Linked DNA regions of Triticum aestivum: region 1 is linked to region 2. Evidence: chromatin contacts called from public Hi-C data. All regions are on one chromosome and are shown on one strand. Each heading gives the region's core, a stretch centred on a gene start, on an enhancer-like site or on the middle of the called end of the contact. The rest is flanking DNA. Distances are from core to core; before and after follow the strand shown. Region 1 holds the start of LOC123122691 (elongation factor-like GTPase 1). Region 2 holds the start of LOC123122688 (probable E3 ubiquitin-protein ligase BAH1-like 1).

Region 1 (4,408 bases), core at 745-3,244, 180 kb before region 2:
TCAAATGGAATGGAATGTGTGTTTTGTGGGCTCCTTATATTTATATAGACTTCATACTATCATTCTGATTTATTTTTCATTTCCTGCTGTGCAGCTATATTCTCGAGTGGTGACACCGTGCATCTATGGTCGATCACACATTCACACCTACTAGATCGTTTGAATTCTATGTACACCTCAAACTAGGTAGAAACACATATAAACTCGTTATCTGACTATATCTTACTCCAAATGGCATTACCGCTAGCCCTCCATCTGAAAATTAGAGAGGAGTGCAATGTAGATCCTTGAAATATTTCAGTGATGTCACGTAAGTGCTCAAATTATAAAAATCATCATGCACGCCTGTAAAGTGCAATAAGACTCACCCCGTTTCCGCCTTACCGCTTTGGGATTTTAGCATTTGGCACCTTCTCACTGCATAACAAATCTATTTGTACACATCTCGTGCTCGCACACCTTTGGGAGTTTCCCGCCGCGCTTGCCTAATTCGCATTGGTTGTTAACACCGACGCTGCGACCGCGTGGAGGGTGCCCCCCCCCCCCCACCGCATCTTTGACATGTCTGTGCCTGAAAGGATCGAGATGGCCCGAGGAGGGTGAATAACAACAACTGTAAATTTTAATTAATTATTAGTGAGTTTAGGCCATGCGGACTATAACGGCATGCGTAAACTTGCTGCAGTGAGATAAACAAATCGATAAGCCACAACATGTAGTGAATGCAAGGTCAAGTGACGAAAATAAGCCACAACTAAAGAGCCAGGGTTAGGGATAACTAGAGAATCTAGAGACGAGGATGTATCCCAATGTTCACTTTCTTGAAGGGAAGCTAGTCACCGTCGGAGGGATGGGTGTTATCATGAAGAGTCACCCTATTCTCCTTGAGATATATCACAACGAATGTGTTTCTCAACCTCTGGTGGTAAACCTTGATGCGGCCTTCAAACCTTCACAAGCATCGAAGAAGATCACAACTTGATTTCTCACTGGGGACTCCTATCGCCCAGGAGTATATGACCTCCAAGAATAAAAAGACCACCATGGAAACTAGGGGCATTCAACTTTTGGTTGGTGGAAGTGTAGATAGAGCACTTCTCTTTCACTTTCCAAAATATTTGAGTGAAAGGGGTGGGATATCTCCAAGTAATTTGAGGAAGAACAATGAATGAGAGGGGGGGGGGGGGGAGTTGTCACCTTCTTCTTGGGCAAGAATTGGGATATTTATAGCTAACCCCCAAATCAAACTGTTACGGCACATTTTCTACGCGGCTCGGAAGTTCTAGGCAGGGCTGGAAGTTCCGGGGTTTACAAAGAGTTTGGACCAAAATTATAACCTCTCTTAATGCACGGAGGTTTCAACCCTTGGAAGTTCCCGGGTATCCATGTAGTTTGCAACTGCGATGTAAACTCTCTTAGTCCGACAGAACCTGCCCGGAAGCTGCCTCTGATGTTCCAGGCTATTCGGAACAGGTGCGTTAACAGCTTATTCAAGGGCTCTCTCTTTATATTAGATCCCAGGCATGACTTTGGGTGCATTTTTGTATGTGTGCATGCAGTTGATTTTCACGGTATGTTCAAGATGCACCCCTCTTAATAGTGTGGTTGCCTTACACCCAATATAAAATATAAAAATGACCAACAATAGAATATGAATTTTTCCATTGAACCTAGGCTTTTTTTTCTTTGAATTGTGAAAGATTGGTTTCTATCCTGCATAGGAATAGGGGAATCCATTCCTGCAAACTAAAGGGCTTCAAATATTATTTTTTACAAAATTACTATCCTTTTTTCATAAAACTCCTGTAAACAGGCTTTGGTTTTTATTTATGTTTTCTCTTTTTTGAGATTATAGAAGCGCCTTTTCGTTGCTGCCAAGTTTGGTGGATCAAACTTGAGCGCCAAGTTCCTTCGGACCGGGCCAGAGCCACTTAGAATCCGACCGGTATACCCCTTTGCCCCTAAAACTATCAGTATTTACGGTCAGATTGCCACTAGGAGACAATCGTTTCGGTCCGCTCCTCCTCTTCCGCAGGGACAAATCCCCTCGTCCCGACACGAGCGCTAGGGTTTCTCCCCGCCGCCGCCGCCGCCGCTCCTCTGCCGCCGCCCATCCGCCCGGATCAGCCTCCCTCCCCAAACCCGCGTCACCCACCGCCGCCGCCGGCTTCCTCGCCGCCTCCACGTTCCCCCTAGCCCGACTTAACTAGCACCACCTCCCACCGCGATGGCGGCGGCAGAGAGCACGGCGCTGCCGGCGGACCCCCGGCGCGTCCGCAACACGTGCATCCTGGCGCACGTCGACCACGGGAAGACCACGCTGGCGGACCACCTCGTCGCCTCCTGCGGCGACGGCCTGCTCCACCCCAGGCTCGCCGGCCGCCTCCGCTTCATGGACTACCTCGACGAGGAGCAGCGCCGGGCCATCACCATGAAGTCCGCCGCCGTGCTCCTCCGCTACGGCGACGGCCCCGCCGCGCACCGGGTCAACCTCATCGACTCCCCGGGCCACATCGACTTCTGCTCCGAGGTCTCCTCCGCCGCGCGCCTCTCCGACTCGGCGCTCATCCTCGTCGACGCCGTCGAGGGCGTCCACATCCAGACCCACGCCGCGCTGCGCCAGGCCTTCCTCGAGCGCCTCCGCCCCTGCCTCGTCCTCAACAAGCTCGACCGCCTCATCACCGAGCTCCACCTCACCCCCGCCGAGGCCTACACGCGCCTGCACCGCATCCTCGCCGACGTTAACTCCATCTACTCCGCGCTGCGGTCGCACTCCTACTTCTCCGTCCTCGCCTCCCTCGAGGACCAACCGTCCTCCAGCTCGTCAGCCTCGCAGGACGATCTCCCGGACGATGCTGATGACGACGAGGAGGACGCCTTCCAGCCCCAGAAGGGCAATGTCGTCTTCGCCTGCGCCCTCGATGGCTGGGGCTTCCGCATCCACCACTTCGCTGAGTTGTACGCCACCAAGCTTGGCGCCAGCGCCTCTGCTTTGCTGAGAGGATTTTGGGGGCCGCGATACTTGGACAAAAAGGTGGATAAGAAGGGTAAGAAGAATTTTATGATTGTGGGAAAGAAGGCGGTGGAGGGTACTGACCGGGAGCCCATGTTTGTGGAGTTCATTCTGAAGCCCCTATGGAAATTGTACGAGGGAGTGCTGGGGCAGGACGGGGAGATAGTTCAGAAGGTCATTAGCAACTTCAAATTGAACATTCCGCAGCGGGAGCTGCAGAACAAGGACCCAAAGTTAGTTTTGCAGTCTGTGATGAGCCGGTGGCTGCCGCTGGCAGATGCAGTGATGGCAATGGTGGTCGAATGCACTCCTGACCCTGTTGTCGCTCAAGGGGCCAGGGTTGCAAGGCTTATGCCAAAGAGGGAGCTTGCAACAGAGGATGCTGCTGGTTGCGCTGAGGTTGTCTTGGAGGCAGAGAGGGTGAGAAGGTGTGTGGAGACCTGTGACGCGGGTGCAGATTCACCGGTGGTGGTGTATGTGTCGAAGATGTTTGCGGTGCCATGTAAGATGTTGCCACCGAAGGGGGTGCATGGCGAGTTGTTGAACCACGAGGATGCAAGTGAATCAGAGGAGTGTTTTATGGCATTTGCGAGAGTGTTTAGCGGGGTTCTTCGTGCAGGGCAGAAGGTTTTTGTGCTGTCGGGGTTGTATGATCCACTGAAAGGGGATGCAGTGCAGAAGCATGTACAGGAGATTGAGCTGCAATACTTGTATGAAATGCTGGGGCAGGGCTTGAGGCCAGTTGCCAGTGTGAGTGCTGGGAATGTGGTTGCAATTCAGGGCCTTGGGCAGCATATATTGAAGAGTGCCACATTGTCATCCACCAAGAATTGCTGGCCCTTCTCAAGTATGATGTTCCAGGTGTCTCCGATGCTTAAGGTTGCAATTGAGCCCGCCAACCCGACGGATCTGGGAGCTCTTGTTAAAGGGATCAAGCTTCTTAACCGAGCAGACCCATTTGTTGAGTACACTGTCACGCACAGGGGTGAACATATCCTTGCCGCAGCTGGGGAGGTTCATTTGGAGCGGTGCAAAAAGGATCTGGAGGAAAGGTTTGCAAAGGTTAAATTGGTCGTTTCGGACCCCCTGGTCTCCTTTAAAGAGACGATCGAAGGAGAAGGTGCTGGCTTACTGGAAGGCTTGAAGGCTCCGCATGCATTCGTTGAGAGGACTACTCCAAACGGGAGATGCACTGTGAGAGTTCAGGTCCTAAGACTTCCCAATGCTCTGACTAAGGTCCTCCAAGAAAGTGATCAACTGCTTGGTCAAATAATGGAGGGGAAAACAGCAAAGAGGAGTGTAATGTTAAACCCACAAATTTCTCAAGATGATTGTGATTCTGTTGCGATGCTTAGGCAGCGCATGGTCAGTGCAATAGACAGTGAATTGGAGGCC
Region 2 (4,502 bases), core at 587-3,086:
TAGTGGCGGCGACAACCCTAAACGTGGTCATCATCAGCGGCAAGAAGGATGAACGAAAGCAAGCTTACGTACACGCGTGCCGGTCGTTGCATCCTACTTCCTCTTCTCCACTGGAAGTCTGCAACCACCACCCCGCTGCGGATGTGAACATGTGATCACATATGTTGAGCCAGCTATCGGTTGCGGTTCAGGTTTTTTGGCTCCCCCTACTTACTAGTACTACTTCTGTCCCATAATGTAAGACATTTTTGCAGTTCACTTTGAACTCCAAAAACGTCTTACATTACGAGACATTACATTATGAGACGGAGGGAGTAGATTGTACTGTACGTACCCCTGGAATTGGGAAAAGGCGACAAATGCTAGGAATAGATGTAAGGCTTGGTACGTGGACAGCTGTTTTCACTCGCCCTGGAATTTTCTACGAGTATCCAGGAATGCATCCGATTTGTCAGTCATATCCGGATGGGGTCACCTATGTGGATTCAGTACTCTCTCTCTCTCTCTCTCTCTACAAGACATGTCAGTGCTTCTGCGAAAGGAAATGGCAGATCAACCCCCTCACCGGAGATCAAGTCTGCTCATCTACTATCAATCCCCACTTATAAAAGCACCTGTTTGGTGAATCCAAATAATTTAGGCCATTCAACCACGTACGAGTATATCCAACGTCTCATGCTGTTGTAATGATGTATCTATCGCATCATCAATAATTTAAAAAATAAATACTAATTGCAATAATTATGATTTGAAATCGACATCAAGTACACTAAACACAGCTAATCTTGTAATCAACATTCATTGCGGCTAATCTTGGAAATAATATTACAATCAAATGAGCGCTGACTATGAATACAAAGTAGAGTATTGAAAGCATCAAACCAAGCAGATGGTGAATACCCATTCCTTCCAGAATAAAAAATTTTATGTTCCCCGCAAAAATATATATTTTATGCTAACTGGATACTAAAAGGCCAAGGCATTTGACTCTCAGAGATTGAGTTGCTAACCAGCGACCTTTTTCTTTAAAAAAACACCGCAAAAGTAAAGAGAACTAATCCGCAGCGGGGTTTCGTTCATTCCCCCATCTTGGCATTGCAGTGAAGTTCAGTGGCTTGAAACACGATACAAGGCTGCAAAGCAACAACAACTACAGCCTAGCTATGGAGTACTACAGTACACAAGACAACAAAGAAGACGACGAAACTAACACGGCTGGGGCATGCAATGTGATACGGACTGCTGGTAGTAGTAAGCGAATATATTCCTCCAGAGAACAAAACGAGGTTAAGAAGCATGGGACTGTACACTAATTTGTTGTCGTCCGGCGAGATACTACTGTAACTGGATTCCAGAAAGCAAATTATGTATGAGAGCTTATTTAAATGGGTTGAGAAAACAAGTGGTGAATGGTGATTGCTCCTGGAACCGGCCACGCCGCAACGCAATGGACGCACCGCGAAATCCTACGGATAGATAGATGAGTTCGTAGACACCGACCAAAGAAGACGTGGAGCATATATATGAAGCGGCGTAGAGATGCGGCCAGAAGCCGCAACCAACCATGACGGCGATGGAGCGGTGGCAGGAATGAATGCATGCATACCTGCGACGGGAGGCAATCAAGGCGCGAGAGAGACCGGCGTCGAAGGCGGTGGTCGCCCGTGACCGCGACCGTGAGGTGAGGAGGAAAGGCCGCCGCCACCACTCGGCTTTTAATGGCAGACGGGCGGGGGCGGCGGCGGGAGGTAGAGGCGCTCGGGGGACGGGGGCACGGACGAAACCAAACTTTTGCTCCTCTCCTCTCCTCTCCTCTCCTCTCCTCTGTGTTTTTCTGGCTCGGTGGACTGGACTGCCCGCTCCGTTCCGCGTTGAGTTTGTAGCTGCCCTTCTCCAGCTGCCTGGTGGGCCCCAGCTGGGTCTTGTTACGTTGCTTGCTTGGCTTCGCTCGCGCGCTTGCTTCCCCGTTCCATTCACGCACGCGCAAAAAATGTTTGACGTTCCGATCCGACGGCTGTCCTGTCATCCGGATCCAACGTCTGGCTGTCTTTCTTCTTCACCAGAAAGGGCGGTGATGGCTACAAGAGCTAAGAAGAATGGGATTGCTTCGGATAACATTTATCTTTTTTTAGCTAGCTAGGGCGGCGGCTGCTGTCTGGCCTAGCCGATAGGCCAGGAGCCGGAGCACTCTGGCCGGATTAGCGACGGTATCGGCCCACATGGCTGCCGCTTTAGGATGATGGTCATCATTAGTTTAGTGGCCAACAAAATCATGATTACCGCACCGCACCCGCAGTAGGAGCAACGGGCGGATGCGATGGAATGGCTTCCCTACCACAAAGACGTGGGCAGGCCACAACGGCTCCTCCTTCTCCCCGCCTACACCAAACCAGTGATAACGATCAACTCCCCTCCTTGGCTTACATTTGTTCATTGCTCATGTTTTTTTTTTCTTTCGAAAAGCCCAAGGTCATATGCTAGATAAAATAAGCCTTTATTTTTTACTTTCTTATGAGAATGAAAAGTTACAGGCAAGTCCTTGAAAAAAAAGAAAACGGAGCCATACTCGTCTCATGGTCTATATATATGGAATGAGAGAAACACGCGTGCTTTCCGCAACAAAGGAGCGCCACCGTCAATCTTACTAGACAACATCAAGAAGGGGCTCGTGGCTTGGGCCAATCCCTCCTCCGCTAGTCCCACCGTTCTCCTTTCATGTCTCTGGCATTCTACTTGAAGTTTCCTCTGTCACCTTCATCTCTGTCGCCCCCCGTCCCCCCCCCCCCCCCCCCCCCCGCGTCTCCAAGACCCTCTCCTCCTCATATCAGGGATGCCCACCTCTTTCTCCTTCATGTCAGGTCGCCACCAACTTATTTTTTGTTTTCCTCATCTCTGTCGCCGGTACCTAAAAATGAGACCCTCCTCCCCTCCCCCCCCACCCCCACACACACACACACATAACATGGACCCCCTCAACACCCTCATAATGGTGTTTTCTTAGATGCACTCATGATGGTGTCTATAGAGTAGAGAAAATGGAGGCTATAGCAGGAGTTGCTCTATGCAAACTACTCACAACCGACCGTCTCACAAAGCAGGAGAGTGTGAGCCGCGGCACTATACAAGAAGCATATGAGGAGGTCCAGCCCAAGCAGACCAAATACTCCACTACTGATTCATCCCTTGATGCAACCCGTCCAGCCTATCATGAGGTACGTGACCGTAACAAAAAATTGTAAAGAAAGCGTGAATGTAATGAGACCCATGTTAATCCTAATGCCTCTTCCATCAGTTGATCGTCACTACTTCAGATATTGCTATCGGTGGCAGACACAAATGGCTATCAGCAATGGGCATCTGTAGCCATCTGCCACTGGTATATACCTTACGTATAAGATAAATCAATAACCATAAATATGTTCATATGTTTCTCCCCACTAGAAACATATATCTCTCATCTTCTATTTTCTCTATTGCTATGCTTTGAAGTTCGATAAGCTTTGATGTGTGTATCTCTCCCCCTTTGAAATCAATTTCCAAGAAGGGTTTATTCTTCTTGTTTTTGTAGGTCAAATGGTAAGGGGCCTGGACTTGCACATGAAGCAGAATTATAGTTGGAAATTCTTTGTAGAGGAGGATCATTGAGTGGAGCTGGAGAAAATAGATGTAACTTTCTTGGCAAAACATTCTTCTTCTTATGCACTTCAGTGTCTCCAAAAAAATATTAATTGGAAATTCTGAAGCTTCAACAGAGGCTTGGATCTTCTGATTGATTACATTGGTGTCACAGAGCCAGTTCTTGTCGGTCAAAATGAAGAACTGCTATGCATTAGTTAAATTTGACATGGTGCCACCAAGGAGTTTTGATCGGAGAGACCAATTGCACATGATAAAGTAGGTTTTGTCAAGACTTAGCTCACTTTGCAATTATACCAGTAATGGATTTGCAATGAATTGATTGAGAAAATAGAAAGAAGATAAAATCAAAGAAGTTTTGGGTTTTTTATGAAAGTTTTTTTCCAAATGAGATCACAAGAAAAACATGAACATAAAAGACAAATATGAAACACAAAAAGAAAGGAAATGCAAAAATTCAACTAAGACAGGGTCAGCCACTAAGTCATCTATATTTGAGTACATTGACTTAGGAGTCAAGTGAGAACACTTGATCATAGGTTGTACTCATCGTTTAAGCTCAAATGGGGTTGACATTTTTCGCTTAAGCATTTCAATGCATTCACATCTTCTAGAGTTGCTGTGGCTCATGACTTGGAGTAAAACTTCTCTTAGATTTGAGGAATTACATTGGGGTTTGTTGTTGACGATATCGTGAGTTGAATTTGTTGTGGATGCACAAGGACGATGATGTCCACCATGAGTTGGGAGCAATCCATTGAAGTTGAAGTTCATCTTCCTAATTAGTCATGCAAGGAACAACATGTATATACCCAGATTGATAAGAGTGAAGATTTGAATCATATGTTGTCAAAGGATACTTGTGG

What was found. Hi-C and Micro-C count contacts between places; a contact is called where the count stands out from the background.
Region 1: a contact with region 2 is called in a Hi-C map of leaf, with 3 times the contacts expected there. The contact joins the promoter of LOC123122691 here to the promoter of LOC123122688 in region 2. A contact is called at or near these places in 3 of 5 Hi-C or Micro-C datasets (all in leaf).

The regions. Positions count from the first base shown.
Region 1 is chr5D:453,719,459-453,723,866 of IWGSC CS RefSeq v2.1, reverse strand. LOC123122691 (elongation factor-like GTPase 1) reads left to right here and starts at 1,994. Exons shown (of 1, transcript XM_044543007.1): 1 at 1,994-4,408. The coding sequence starts at 2,228.
Region 2 is chr5D:453,538,296-453,542,797 of IWGSC CS RefSeq v2.1, reverse strand. LOC123122688 (probable E3 ubiquitin-protein ligase BAH1-like 1) reads right to left here and starts at 1,836. Exons shown (of 7, transcript XM_044543006.1): 1 at 1,607-1,836.